Linked DNA regions of Sus scrofa: regions 2, 3 and 4 are each linked to region 1. Evidence: chromatin contacts called from public Hi-C and HiChIP or PLAC-seq data. All regions are on one chromosome and are shown on one strand. The core of a region is the stretch at or near the end of the contact, and the rest is flanking DNA. Distances in the headings are between cores, read along the strand shown. Region 1 has its middle 27 kb from the start of CPN2. Region 2 has its middle 230 kb from the start of HES1. Region 3 has its middle 160 kb from the start of HES1. Region 4 has its middle 140 kb from the start of HES1.

Region 1 (3,352 bases), core at 254-2,753:
GCCCTGTCCTCAAAAGGTGAGACCCCCAACTTGTGTCCTGTCTGGGAGCTGTAAACAGGATGTCTGGCTGGAAAAGAGGCAGCCGAAGCTACCCGGAGAGGGGGAAGGGGGACTTGAATTTAAAGTTGATGGGTTTGGGTTCTATCCAGGATCCCACGGGAAGCCATCTGAGGTGTGATGCAGGAAACAGACACCGATGGGAGTTTCAGGAAGGCTGAGTCTAGAGTCCAGCAAATTGCTGATGTGCAAAGCTCTAGCTTGAGAGCCTGTGTAAGAGAATCACGCACAGTTCTGTATAAGGTTATATAGCATTTCGAAGGGCTACATTTCAACATCGTCTTCCTTTCCATTCGTCCCCCACCCAAACACTGGGGAGGGGTGAGGGGGAATCTTCAATTTGTAATTGTTGAGTCAAGTTTTCCTCTTGTGGACTTTTACAATTCCCAGCTCCACCACCCTGTTATGGGCTTTACAGAAAACAAAGAACCTGAACTTAAACATTAACCAAGATCACTGAGAATGACAATGAAATGTACAGCCTTGGTGTCCTGGGAGGAGAGGCCCCTGACTCTGGCTGGTGGTTCAAACAGGAAAGGGACCTGGGCAGGCGCCATGGCCAAGGGATTAGGAGGCCAGCTGATCCCAACAGCACTTTCCACGCCAGCCAAAAAAAGACTGACTGACCTCATGTAAGGGCGAGGTGCCTGGGTACAAGGAGGGCTTGGACAGGGTCCCAGCCCTGAGAAACTCATGTCCCACATGAGAAAAGCCCTTAAGGGGACTGATCCAGGGCCATGGAAGGCAGAACGAGGAGGGATGTGTTTCACCCTAGAGGAGGCAGCACCTGCTGTAGGTCTTAAAGAATCAATAAACATTTACCAGTAGAAAAGAGTAGCTGGTCTGGGCAGAGGGAATAGGTGAGCTCAGGGTAGAGGGAGCCACGCGTGGTATGTCTGGGAAATGATTAGTCTGCTGTGGTTGTGGGTGTAGGGGGCACAGGGAAGGACGGGGGTGTGGAGGATGGCCAGGGCTGGAAGGCGGCATGGGACCAGATGAGAAAGGTTAGATCTAAGGTGTAGGCCCTTGGGCTCTGTCTAAAGCCCCTGGGCCACTGTGGGGAGGGTAGCCTGGTAGGGTGCCCTGGTGGGAGGCTGCTGGGGTCATCCAGGCCAGAGGTGATAAGGAGCTGAAGTTCAAGGCTGCAGCAGAAGGGAGTGGGGAAGGGGGTGGTGTGGGATGGGGGTCTGGGCACAAGAGGTTTCCAGAAGCACTGTCTTCTGACTCAGAGACTAGTTGGGTGGGGGTCACTGAGGTCAGGGACTGAACACTGACTTGGTGCCATCCTCTGGGAAAGGAAGGGGTCTAGCTGGGCAGCAGGAAGCCCACGGGTATCCCAAACAGAGGAAATTTAATACAGGGGATTGGTTGCATAGTGATGTGAAAGCTGAGAGGCCAAAGAAGATGCAGAGGCAGCACAGAGGTTAGCAATGGGACAAGGCCACTGGCGCCACCTAGAGCAGGAGGGAGGAAGAGGTGTGGCAGCATTAGGTAGAGCTCAGAGGCCAGGAGCAACCCAGCCCAGCAGAAACCAGAGCAAGCCCGGATAGTGGGAGCTGGGGCCAGGGAGGAGACCCAGGCCCCGCTGGAGATGCTTCCTAGAGCAGAAAGTGTGAAAGAAATACCCCGACTTCTCCCCAGCCATCTGCTATGGGCCACACCTACTTGAAAGCCCAAGACAGGAAATCCCTAGAACAGGACTAGAGAGGCAGCTGGGGTGAGCAGAGGTGAGTGCAGATTTAAGCATGAGGGGCCTCCCTGGAAAGGTATCCAGCAAGCACTGGAGACAGAGGCTTGGAGGGCCGGACAGGCGGGTGTGGAAGGCTTGGTATGGCTCCCAGCAGAGGCAAAAGCTGACTCATGCCTGAGACACATGGTCCCAGAGCTGAGCCTCCTGGGTGGGGCAGGGCAAGGTGGTGTCATGTGGCGCAGGGATATGTAGGGCCCTGTGTCGGGAGAAAGGATGCCACGGGGGAAATGGGCTGGCCCGGAGAGGCTGTCAGACCCACGTCATCATCCCTATCCTGATGGCTGTGTGACTTTGGGCAAGTGAACAATATTCTCTGGGCCTTGGCTTCCTGCCTGTAGAACAGAGAGCATACATCCCCCACAGGCTCTCTCTGAGTCAGGAGGGTCAGCCTGGGCTCGGTGATGCCAAGTGGCTGAGTGAGGCATTGGGCTTGAGTCTGACACATGCTCCTGGGGCCACCTAAGATTACACACCTGCAGAGAGAGACCGCTGGCAAGTTCAGGGCCCAAGCTGGCTCCACAGAACACAAGACAGGAAGGGATCCCTCTGAGGTCCTCTGGGGCTGGGGGCCTTGACCCGGGTCCCTGAAATGGTGTACAAAGTCCAATGGGTATTTTTCCTGGGAGAGGGCCTGATTCTTAGAAGAACTGACAACCCCTGCTCATGAACTGCAGGCTAAGCCCCTCCAACTCTTCAGCCCCACCTCCCAGCACACCCAGCCCCATACAAACCACCCCAGCATCACAGAAGGGCTTGTGGTTGCCCCCAACTCACCAGGCTTCCACTCCTGGGCCCTCCCTCAGTGGACCTTGCCCCTCCACCTGGAGTCTCTCCTTCCCTCCCCTCCCACATATCTTATCTTCTCCAGCCTTTAAGCCTCTGTTCAAGCATCACTGCCTCCAGAAGGCTTCCTCTTACCCTCTGACCCTGGCTCCTTCCTGGATGGGCAGGCGTAGCAGATCATATTCTCCAAAGACGGCCACTCCCATGTATTTAGGCTACCCATAGCATCTCCTGCCCATGTGACGGACACACCTTCCACTGTGAGGGGTCTATGTCCCCTCCTCTTGGATCTGGGAGGGACTTGCAACGGCCCTGACCGATAAAGCACAGTGATGCTTCGTGGCTTCAGGGACCAGGTCAGAAAAAGGAGAGCCCTCTGCCTGGTCCTCTCATATTCTCTCTGTCCCCACCTCAACATCTGCCCTGGGACCTGAGCCAACACGCAGTGAGGAAGCAGGGCCACAGGGAGAGCCCTGGACCCAGAGCCAGCATCCACAGTGGGTGTGGGCCTTCAGGTCACCCCCAGGTAAGGGCCTACGGAATGGTGGAGACTGTCCCCACTGTGCCCTGTGTGTGTGCTGGCCTCACAGAGATGTCAGGTCCTTAACCTACTGAGCCACAGTGGGAACTCCTATTTCTACTTCTTACACAGTGATTCCAGCATGTCCTCCGACCAGAGGCAGCCTTCCTCTCAGGGAGCCCCATTTCCTCCCTGCTCCTTCCTGGGGTTCTGCAGGGCCCCCACTCTCCAAGGCTAAGTGC
Region 2 (3,352 bases), core at 526-3,025, 410 kb before region 1:
CTATCCTGTCTCCTGCATAGCGATGGTGATCAAAGACCCTTCTGAAGGGATCTGACCATCAGACAGGTCATCCCTAGGGCTCAGCTCTAAGAAGAAACAATGAATCCTCCTTATATATCAGCCATATCAGCCTTCAACATTTGGCCCTAAAGGAGGTTGTTTTGTTGTTACTGTTCTCTTGCCTGGGCTCACACCAAAGCCCAAGATGTAAAACAAAACAAAGTGGGAGTTCCCATTGTGGCGCCGCAGAAACAAATCCAACTAGGAACCCTGAGGTTGTAGGTTCGATCCCTGGCCTTTCTCAGTGGGTTAAGAATCCAGTGTTGCCATGAGCCATGGTGTAGGTCGAAGACACAGCTGGGACTTGGTGTTGCTGTGGCTCTGGTGCAGGCTGGCAGCTGTAGCTCTGATTAGATTCCTAGCCTGGGAACCTCCATATGCTGCAAGTGCGGCCCTAAAAAGCAAAAAAAAAAAAAAAAAAGGTGGAACTTGCTCTGATTGCAGAAGAAGCAGGAGGTGGTCAGGAGCCCACTCTCTAGGACATTTCTTCCATGTCCCCCACCAACCCCCGTCCCCCACCAACCCCCGTCCCCCTCAGCCGCCCCACAAAAGACATTGAGGTTGAAACCAATGGCTCCAATCTAAGGCCTAAGATAGCAGAAGGCAGGAGAGGAGGGCTCACCACCCCCACCCCCCTCCTGGTGGGAGTGACAGCCCTAGGGCCCGAAATGCATCTCTGTCCCCTTGGCAAGTGCTTACCCTTCCATCCCAAGCTGGCTGCGTGCCTGGGCTTCCCCACTTCCTGACCCCACAGGAGAAGAACAGAGGTCTCTACAATGGTAAAAGAAGCAACAGGAAGCAAGCTTGGAGCTGTGGGTCCTCTCCGTCCTGGGAACATATTCCCAGCTGCGGAGCACGCACTGCATGCAGCTGAAACGTTCTGTAACCACCTCTAGCTCCAGATTCCAACAGGCAGACGTGTCTGGATACCACATGTCTGGCATCTTAGAGATTTCATTTTCCAACTGAAAATATAAACATCAGAATAAGGGAAAAGCTGAATTCATTCACTGCTTATTCGATGGAGAGTTTGCTTTGAGATTTATTAATTTTTAAACATCAAAAGGTAAAAGAGAACCTAAAAACCCCTAAAAGGTCCCATACTCTCCAAGCAACCTGTGGCCTGATGCCAGGGTTAGGCCTGTCTTAAACAGGTGAGACTTGACCTCTCAAAAGATATATTTCAGCAGAGAAATCAAGGCGAGAACATGATACAATTTGAGCAGATGAAGAACGTGAACAAAAGAAGTTGCCTGGCTCTTAGAAAACATTGTTTTGGAAGATTATTCAGACTTGCAATTTAATACCAGATGTTGGCATCTGGAGAGAACCTGATTTGACAATCTGGCAGGAAATATGAACAAAACGCAAATGGCAGTTTAAAAAAAAAAACGTTTAAGAAAGGATTGCCGCAATGGCTCCGTGGAGCAGTCCTGGAATATTAGAAAGCCAGAGTTTATCACCCATGAAGCTTGAGTGGCAGCAAGTGCAGTCTGGGCCCAGGAAAGTACCTGAGAGTGAGGAAAAGAAGGTTGTCTGGTGAGAAAAATCCAAGGTGGGGAAGTGGGCCTGGGGGTATGGCTGGTCCTTGGGATGTGGCTGCAGGGCCCGGAGAAAATGGCCCTCCCAACGTGCTATTAAAGCAGCTGTGGTTGGGCTCAGCCTGACAGCTAGGCGCTGGCAGCCTGCACAGGAAGCTGGCCGGCCCCGCCATCGACACAGCGGGAACAGACAGCACTTTCCCAAGCTCCGGATTCCAGGACACGCCACTGCAGACGCATTCTAGTGGCCTGCCAGTGCAGGCTCACGCACTCTCTTCTCAACCAGACAGAATGTTGATACTGCACCCTCCTATGTGTGGCTTGAAATTCTTTTTTTTTTTTTTTTTTTTTTTGTCTTTTTGCCTTTTTCTAGGGCCACTCCTGCAGCATATAGAGATTCCCAGGCTAGGGGTCGAATCGGAGCTGTAGCCACTGGCCTACGCCAGAGCCACAGCAACGTGGGATCCAAGCCATGTCTGCGACCTACACCACAGCTAACAGCAACGCCGGATCCTTAACCCACTGAACAAGGCCAGGGATCGAACCCGCAACCCCATGGTTCCTAGTGGATCCGTTAACCACTGCGCCACAACGGGAACTTCAGCTAGAAATTCATTTTAAAACATTTTTTTTTTTAAAGTATAACATCAATGCAGTAAAATCAGATCTTAAGTGCTTGATCAGACTTGACAAACGAATACACTCATGTGTCTCAGACCCCAGTCAAGACACAGGGCATGTCTAGGACCCCCAGAAGTGTCCTTCACGCCCTCTCCTAGTCAATGCCCCTGCACATGCATACACGCAGCATGAAGCAATCAACCACTGATCCAGTTTCTGCCACCACAGATGGGAGCCACTATTCTAGAACTTCATACACATGGAATCATATCACGTACCCTCTTTTGTGTCTGGCTTCCTTCCCTCAGTATGTTCTGAAATTCATGCATGTTGTTGCATGCATCAACAGTACATTCCTTTTTCTCTTTCTTTCTGAGTAGTATTTTATCAAATGGATGTACTGCAAATACGGTAATGTGGTGTTCATCCATTCACCTGTAGTCAGACATCTGGGATGTATCCAGTTTTTAGCTATTATGAATAAAAACTTCCAGGAATATCTCTCTAGAAGTCATGTAAATACATTCCGCCAGAGTAAATACTTAGGAATAGAATTGGTGGGCCATGGGGTAGATGGATGTTCAATTTTTAAAGAAACTGCCAAACAGACTTCCGAGGTGGCTGTTCAGAAATTCACATTTAAAATGTGTTTATCATGGAGTTCCCACTGTGGCTCAGCAGGTTAAAGACCTGACATAGTCTGCAAGGATGCAGTTTCATTCCCTGGTTTTGCTCAGTGGGTTAAGGATCTGGTCTTGCCACAGGCTATGATGTAGGTCATAGATGTGGCTGGAATGCGGTGTTGCCATGGCTGTGGTGTGGACCAGCAGCTGCAGCTCCAATCTGACTCCTAGCCTGGGAACTTCCATATGCTGCAGGTACAGCTGTAAAAAGGAAAATAATTAAAAAAAATTTTTTTTAAGTGTGCCTAACACAATGGTCCCTGTGCTGCAGGGTATGTGAAATCCTGCATGGCTGCAGACTCAGTGGACAGCAATCTAGCCTGGGTGTCAGGACATCTGAGGCATATTTCTACTTAAGTGTCCAGGTCTCTGCTTCCTTACCTGTTGAGTGATATGGTTGAACAGATGATGGCCAAGGATATTTCTCATTCCATTCTGACATCATAA
Region 3 (3,352 bases), core at 597-3,096, 340 kb before region 1:
AGGTATTAAATTTAAAGACAAAATAGTTACCTTTTTTTTTGTTTTTGTTTTTGTTTTTTTTGAGAAAGAAACAAGATTTATGAGTCGGTCCCAAACATCTTTAAGAACTTTCAACAAAATATTCATGAACAAATCATATTACTTGGGACATCTACAACCAGATGAAACTCAGGTATGTATGATTTACATCCAAAAATATCCCATAATAAAAAGAGATCCCAAATACTTGATCACTAGTTTCCTTTTGTATTTCTAACTTATGAGATTTTTTTTGAGGCTTTTGCAAATACTAAAAAATAACCCCCACAGTTTACTTCATCAAATAAAAAGGAAAGCACTTCTTCAATAAATCATTTTTCCACTTTGAGCGGAAATTTGGAATTTTGGAAAGCTAGACTAACATTTTATTTATTTATTTATTTATTTATTCATTTTTGTCTTTCTTGCCTTTTCTGGGCCCCTGCCTGAGGCATATGGAGGTTCCCAGGCTAGGGGTCTAATCGGAGCTGTAGACGCTGGCCTACGCCAGAGTTACAGCAACGCAGGATCCGAGCCACATCTGCAACCTACACCACAGCTCACGGCAACACTGGATCTTCAACCCACTGAGCAAGGCTAGGGATCGAACCCGCATCCTCATGGTTCCTAGTCGGATTCATTAACCACTGAGCCACAACAGGAACTCCTAGACTAACATTTTAAAAACAAATTTGTCAACAAAAATATTTTTTCAAAGACAAATAAAAGTTGAAATCAAATCTTATAGCCCAGGAGTTTCCATCATGGCTCAGCAGAAATGAATCTGACTGGGAGTTCCCGTCGTGGCGCAGTGGTTGGCGAATCCGACTAGGAACCATGGGGTTGAGGGTTCGGTCCCTGCCCTTGCTCAGTGGGTTAAGGATCCGGCATTGCCGTGAGCTGTGGTGTAGGTCACAGACGCGGCTCGGATCTGGCATTGCTATGGCTCTGGCATAGGCTGGCAGCTACAGCTCTGATTAGACCCCTAGCCTGGGAACCTTCCAAATGCCGTGGGAGCGGCCCAAGAAATGGCAAAAAGACAAAAAAAAAAAAAAAAAAAAAAAGAAATGAATCTGACTGGTATCCATGAGGATGCAGGTTCGATCCCTGGCCTCTCTCAGTGGGTTCAGGATCTGTCATTGCTGTGAGCTGTGGTGTAAGTTGCAGATGTGGCTCAAATCTCATGTTGCTGTGGCTGTGGCATAAGCCGGCAGCTACAGCTCCCATTCAACCCTGAACTGGGAGCCTCCAAATGTCATGGGTGTGGCCCTCAAAAGACCAAAAAAAAAAAACTTATAGTCCATTAACTGCCCTTTAAAAAGAATTAAGAAAGTTTCTCATTTTTTCATTTTTCTCATTAAATTCTGTGATCTCTGTAATTCATCAGTTGCTTGGCTCCTGCTTTGTCTGGTTGGCCTTTTTTCATTTTATATCTTCCCTGCCCTAAATGAGAATGGTTTCGTGATATTTTCTAACATGAATTCCTTCAGAGCATCTGAAAGCAGGAAGGTGGCTGTTTCAGCAGCAGGAATAAGAGGAGACCAGGGAAGAAGGAGAAAGAATGGCACAGACAAACAATTCAGCAGTAGACCAGCAGACGCAGAGTCCAAAAGTTCATGAGCTGAGGCGGTCCAGAAATGCCACAACTGAAGGCACGCGTCATGAAAGGACACCTAACACAAAAGGTCTGCGTGTCTTAGGGGCACTGATTTTCTGTCACCCTCTCTTGCAGAACCGTTTTTGAGAAGGTGAGGCAATTCACCAGGCTGAATATGGTGGCTGAATAAAGGGGAAAGAATGCGGGACCCACTGGCAAATATCAAAGGTTGTCAGAGAGCAAGTGGTGAGTCAAAGGGTGACATCAGACTGTGTTATGGGCAGAAGCAGAAGTAAGCCTAACAATAGCTGCCCTTTGGGCTCCAGGAGGCCAAGTGGCTGGGCTCTGCAGTGGACTATGGCCAGGGTGACCACATAATTCTTTCCCTCAAACGGCGCCCTTTGGAGAGTAAAAGTTGGGCGCTTCTCAGAATTACACTGGGACCATGCAAATGCAACTGGGGCTTTACTGACCCTAATTAGGAATCCCTCCAAAATGTCGGGGATAAAGTTTAGCTGCTTTCAGAATCTTCTCCACAAAGTTGAGCAGCGGCTCCCGCAGCTGAGCTCCCTTCCCGTGGAGGCAAAGCCTCTACACTGGCAAGAAGTGGGGCACGAGGAAGTGCCATGGCCAAATAAGTGTGAAAAATGAACCGTTCATCTTCTTACCCTCTCTGGGAGACTTGGAATATAAATGCAGTTATCCCTTGGCACTCGCATGGGATTGGTTTCCAGAGCCGGATAACCAAATCTGGGGATGCACAAGTCCCCCTTATAAAACATTGGAGACTTTGAGAAGACCTGCAGGGAACTAAATACTTAGTATTGGAGTTCCCATCGTGGCTCAGTGGTTAACAAATCCGACTAGGAACCATGAGGTTGTGGGTTCCATCCCTGGCCTCACTCAGTGGGTTAGGGATCCGGCGTTGCTGAGAGCTGTGGTGTAGGTCACAGATCCTGCGTAGCTGTGGCTCTGGCGTAGGCCGGCGGCTACAGCTCCAATTCAACCCCTAGGCTGGGAATCTATACATGCTGCGTGAGCGGCCCTAGAAAAGGCAAAAGGACAAAAAAAAAAAAAAATACTCAGTATTGTTCAACCCAGAATCTTCACAAAGGTTTTTGAACACCATGAGATCTTTTGGCAGCCAAACTCCCAGAATGTTCAGGCAAACACAGCTCTAAATCTTGGGAGGCAAAGTATAGAGGGAAGGGCTGGGATGACAGGCTTTCTTCTCCAGGAGACAGACGCTGGCAGTGTCCCCAGGAGCTTCTGGTGCTCCTGAGGATATGACACGAGCACGTGCTCAGCTGGGTGAGGTCATACAGAACCTCCTTGTGCAGCCAAAAGGCCTGCAGAAACACGTCCTAAGCCATCCCACACCATGACTAGGAAGCCTTTGAGTTCACGTTCAGACTCTTGAGCCCAACCCAAGCTCAGCTGAGACACAGAGGGCTTCTGTTTTACTGTAAGTATTTCCTCCTAGAGTGTATGTTGGGGTGGGTTGCCATATCTCTGGCCTGTGTGTCCATAGGGGGTCGGGGTGGGGTACCTGAGAGGGCTTGGGGGATGCAGCCCCAGTTAGGGGCCTCTGTAAACAAAAGATGAGTTCTGGGAAGGAAGTGATGGGTGACCACAGAGGCTAGGAGGCCAGCCAGAAGTGGCCTGGGGACTAGGAGAAGCACTGTCCCTGACATGGCAGGCAGTATTGACATGTGGTCCACAAAGCATAGGCTGCTG
Region 4 (3,352 bases), core at 481-2,980, 310 kb before region 1:
TGCTTGATTATGAAATCCATCGAGGGGTAAATGAGACACCTATAAGATCAGAAGCTTTCTCTCTCCATGTATTCATCAAATGCAGTTATTAAAAAACTGTGTGCAGGATATTAAACCAGGCCTGAGGCAGAAGTGGGTGACAAGAGGAAGGAGTAGCCCAGTGCCTTCGAGGAGCTCACAGTTTAATTTTTTTGTTGTTTTTTAGGGCCACACTTGCGGTATATGGAGGTTCCCAGGCTAGGGGTCAAGTCGGAGCTACGGCTGCTGGCTTACACCACAGCCACAGCAACGCAGGATCCGAGCAGTGTCTGAGCCCTATACCCCAGCTCACAGCAATGCCGGATCCTTAACCCACTGAGCAAGGCCAGGGATCAAACCCACAAACTCATGGTTACTAGTGGGATTCATTTCCACTGTGCCACAGCAGAAACTCCTGGGAGCTCACGTTTTAGTAGGAAAGACAGAGGGAGCCCAAATCCAAGCGCTTTACTGAGTACAAGCAAGAGTGAGAGAGGAGAGGAGGAGGAAGGATTGCTTTTAGTCATTGGCAGTGAGATAAGGAGCAGTCCAGGAAGCTTTCAGGAGGGGATGACACTGTTAAGACTTGAGTGCTGGCAGGATTTCAGCAGCTGCAGATAGAACTTTCCAGATCAAGGAAATGGCCTGGGAAGGTGACCTTGTTTTCACATAGTATAGAGGTTCTGCACTGCTGCTCTCCCGTTCCTTAGAGAAAGAACACAAAACGGAAGGTGAAAGGAGCTGGGCCTGGAGTACCTGGGACTGCCTGTAGAGGTTCTTTCTGTTTAAATGTGCCTTCCTCTCGCTATCCAGTCTGTCTTATGAAAACTACTCTTCAAGCCCCAGCCCTCATCACTCTCCTTCCCAGGACAAGACACTCTGTCTTTTCCAGGCAGGACTGGCTGTCCTGGCTACTGCACTCTCACTGCTCCCTGTCAGTTCTAGAACATCAGGGAAACTCAGAAGTCAGGTACCTAGGCTCTGGCACCTTTCTGCCTGGGTTCAAATCCCAGCTCAGTCATTGACTTCCGAGTTGTCTCAAGCAAGTCACTGGCCCTCTGTGGACCTTCCTTTTACGATCTGTAAAATATGATTGTACAGGGACCTCCCTCCAAAAACCTCCCAGAGGATTAAACAAGGTAATGCCCCAAGGCATTAAAGCAGCCCTGCCTTAGTGGCCTGCTTTAATTGTCTGCTACTTCGAGCCTCCCCACCCCCGGCCCTGCTAACTCTTTCAGGACGGTCTGTGCTTGTGACCTTGAGAATCTTGAGGGTCAGGGACACGGCTCTTAATCTCTGAACCAGTCTCTCATCCTGTCTCTCTGCTTCTCTCTCTCCTCATACTTAGAGGTGTCCTGCAAGAGGTGTACAATTACTACCTTCGCAAGGGACGAACAAAATAGGGTCATGAAAAGGGAAAAAAAAAAATTGAGTCAAGCCCAGATGCAAAGAGAGACGAGAGATGGATGGCGAGGAGCTTAGAAACGTCAATGGCGGGATGAGAATCCGCCACACCTTCAGAAGAGAAAAATCCCTATCACCCTTTTTCCATCTCGACACGGGGACAGTGCGAATAGAAATTCATTCCAACAGTAGTTTTCTCGGCCTCGCCAGCGGCCCCGGGCGCTCCCTTTCCCTCCCCCGCGGGGCGGTCCTGCCCTCCCCCGCCAAGGAACGGCCGCGGCCGCAACCCTGACCTCGGCTCCCACGCGGGGCAACAGCCGGGCAGCCGGCGGGCGCGCGGGCGGGGCAGGAAGGGGGAGACGCGGCTCCGGGCGCCCGATCCTTAACTGCAGCTTCCAAACCCCTGCCCGATCCTAATCAGTGTGGGAAAGGAGCACAGGCCGGCCCGCCGGCCGGAGCCGCCGCCTCTTTTCATAAACTTTATCGCCGCGCGCAGCCGCTGATAAAGCACCGTAAATAAACGAGCGCGGGGTGTGCGGCGGCCCCAGGCTGCCTGCGCCCGCCCGCCCGGCCGGCCCCGCCGCCCCCGGGGAAATGAATCACACGCCGCCCGCCGACTTGGAAAGAGTTGCCGGCTCTCCTCCTCTCCAGACCAGCGCCATAAATCATCAGGCGTTCCTCCCCTCCCCAGAACCCCCTCACCTTTTGTTTTATGGATTCAATTAAAAAAAAAAAAAAAGCACAGGAGTTTTCTTTCTGGCTACCAGGCCACCCCTCCTCGTCCGGGGAGTTAAGTGTGTTGCCCTGGGTTATCCTCTTGCCTCAGGTCAAACTCCTCGGTCCTGGCTCCGACTGGGGCCAGTGCCTGTTTGCACAAATCCCCTTGGGCTCCTGCACAACTTCGGGTGGGCTGGAGCCGGGACCGGGAGTGGAGAGGCGAGACTTGAAGTCTCTGGTGGCAGGTGATGAGAACAGGTTCCCACAAAAGTGGACTTGGGCGCGCGCATGTGTGGATGCATAGCTGGCTTCGGCCAAGTCCTAGGAGGGGCTCTGGATTCGAGGCTGGGCCGGCACCCAAAGAATTTAGAGGTCAGGGGACTAGGGTCTGTGCAGTGTCCTGCCTGCAGAGGAAGCGAGGGTGCCTCCTGCACGTCAGTGAAAGTGTGTTCAAAAGTCCCTTACATGCCGTTGGCACAGATCTTTTGATCTGCATTCTTAAGTTCTTGAAATTTTGCTGCAGGGGGGTGGGGGTGGGGGCTGTTGGTGGGGGGGGGTGTAGTGGGGCGGGGGTGGTTGAGTGTGGGGGGTGGTGCACATTAACCCACAATACAATTTGGAGATGGAAGTTTGACAGCAGACTCCCTGAGTATGAACAAAGACAGAAAGATAGGGTGTGCAGAGCAGCTGAAGCACATGGCTCAGTCACAAGACCAGGTCTCTTGTCCAGCTCTGCTACCTCCTGGCTCTGGGCCCTAGGCAGCCGCCCCTTGCTGGTTTCATCATCTGTCTGTCTGAGTGAATAATATACATTAAGAGGTCCTCCAACTTTCCTAGTTTGTAGAAAATAGCATCCTTCTTATGAATCACATTTCTGAGGTGTCTTATCACAGGTCCCCCTGAAGAAACACTGTTTTGTCCCCTTAGAAGACATCAGGGGTAGTTTCTGTGACTGACCCCTTCTTAGTGAGCTGAACACCAGACTTAACTCCTTGCTCAAGGAGGTTAGGGAGGTCCGAGGACCCCTCAGCCAAAATGGAGTCTGCCTGTGAGGCAGAAAGACATTTGAATGTCTTTCTAGAGCAAACCCAGCATATTCCAACAGCATCAGCCCACTGCCTCTCTGGTCCCCAGATCTAAGCTGTTTCTTTTGGAATGTTCTGCTCCTCATGGGAGGGACTGTTCGGCTCAGAACATTTAGTCGGAAAAGTCA

The links. Hi-C and Micro-C count contacts between places; a contact is called where the count stands out from the background. HiChIP or PLAC-seq counts read pairs in DNA pulled down with a chosen protein or histone mark.
Region 2: an H3K27ac HiChIP or PLAC-seq map of skeletal muscle shows a contact between it and region 1, with 8 times the contacts expected there. The contact joins two enhancer-like sites. A contact is called at or near these places in 2 of 47 Hi-C or Micro-C datasets (embryonic fibroblasts and epiblast stem cells) and 1 of 2 datasets of contacts at active chromatin or transcription factors (skeletal muscle).
Region 3: a Hi-C map of embryonic fibroblasts shows a contact between it and region 1, with 1.8 times the contacts expected there. The contact joins two enhancer-like sites. A contact is called at or near these places in 3 of 47 Hi-C or Micro-C datasets (embryonic fibroblasts, liver and skeletal muscle) and 1 of 2 datasets of contacts at active chromatin or transcription factors (skeletal muscle).
Region 4: an H3K27ac HiChIP or PLAC-seq map of skeletal muscle shows a contact between it and region 1, with 4 times the contacts expected there. The contact joins two enhancer-like sites. A contact is called at or near these places in 7 of 47 Hi-C or Micro-C datasets (embryonic fibroblasts, epiblast stem cells, fetal heart ventricle and 3 more) and 2 of 2 datasets of contacts at active chromatin or transcription factors (alveolar macrophages and skeletal muscle).

Annotation. Positions count from the first base shown.
Region 1 is chr13:131,309,473-131,312,824 of Sscrofa11.1, forward strand. No RefSeq gene overlaps it. Among named protein-coding and RNA genes, the nearest start is that of CPN2, 27 kb to the right of the region's middle. Within about 2 kb of position 1,504, at least 19 of the 83 cell types and tissues checked have an H3K27ac peak or open chromatin away from gene starts, as enhancers often do. A contact at or near this core is called in embryonic fibroblasts and skeletal muscle, where this site is marked.
Region 2 is chr13:130,903,461-130,906,812 of Sscrofa11.1, forward strand. No RefSeq gene overlaps it. Among named protein-coding and RNA genes, the nearest start is that of HES1, 230 kb to the right of the region's middle. Within about 2 kb of position 1,776, at least 18 of the 83 cell types and tissues checked have an H3K27ac peak or open chromatin away from gene starts, as enhancers often do. A contact at or near this core is called in embryonic fibroblasts and skeletal muscle, where this site is marked.
Region 3 is chr13:130,972,180-130,975,531 of Sscrofa11.1, forward strand. No RefSeq gene overlaps it. Among named protein-coding and RNA genes, the nearest start is that of HES1, 160 kb to the right of the region's middle. Within about 2 kb of position 1,847, at least 14 of the 83 cell types and tissues checked have an H3K27ac peak or open chromatin away from gene starts, as enhancers often do. A contact at or near this core is called in embryonic fibroblasts and skeletal muscle, where this site is marked.
Region 4 is chr13:130,998,876-131,002,227 of Sscrofa11.1, forward strand. No RefSeq gene overlaps it. Among named protein-coding and RNA genes, the nearest start is that of HES1, 140 kb to the right of the region's middle. Within about 2 kb of position 1,731, at least 43 of the 83 cell types and tissues checked have an H3K27ac peak or open chromatin away from gene starts, as enhancers often do. A contact at or near this core is called in skeletal muscle, where this site is marked.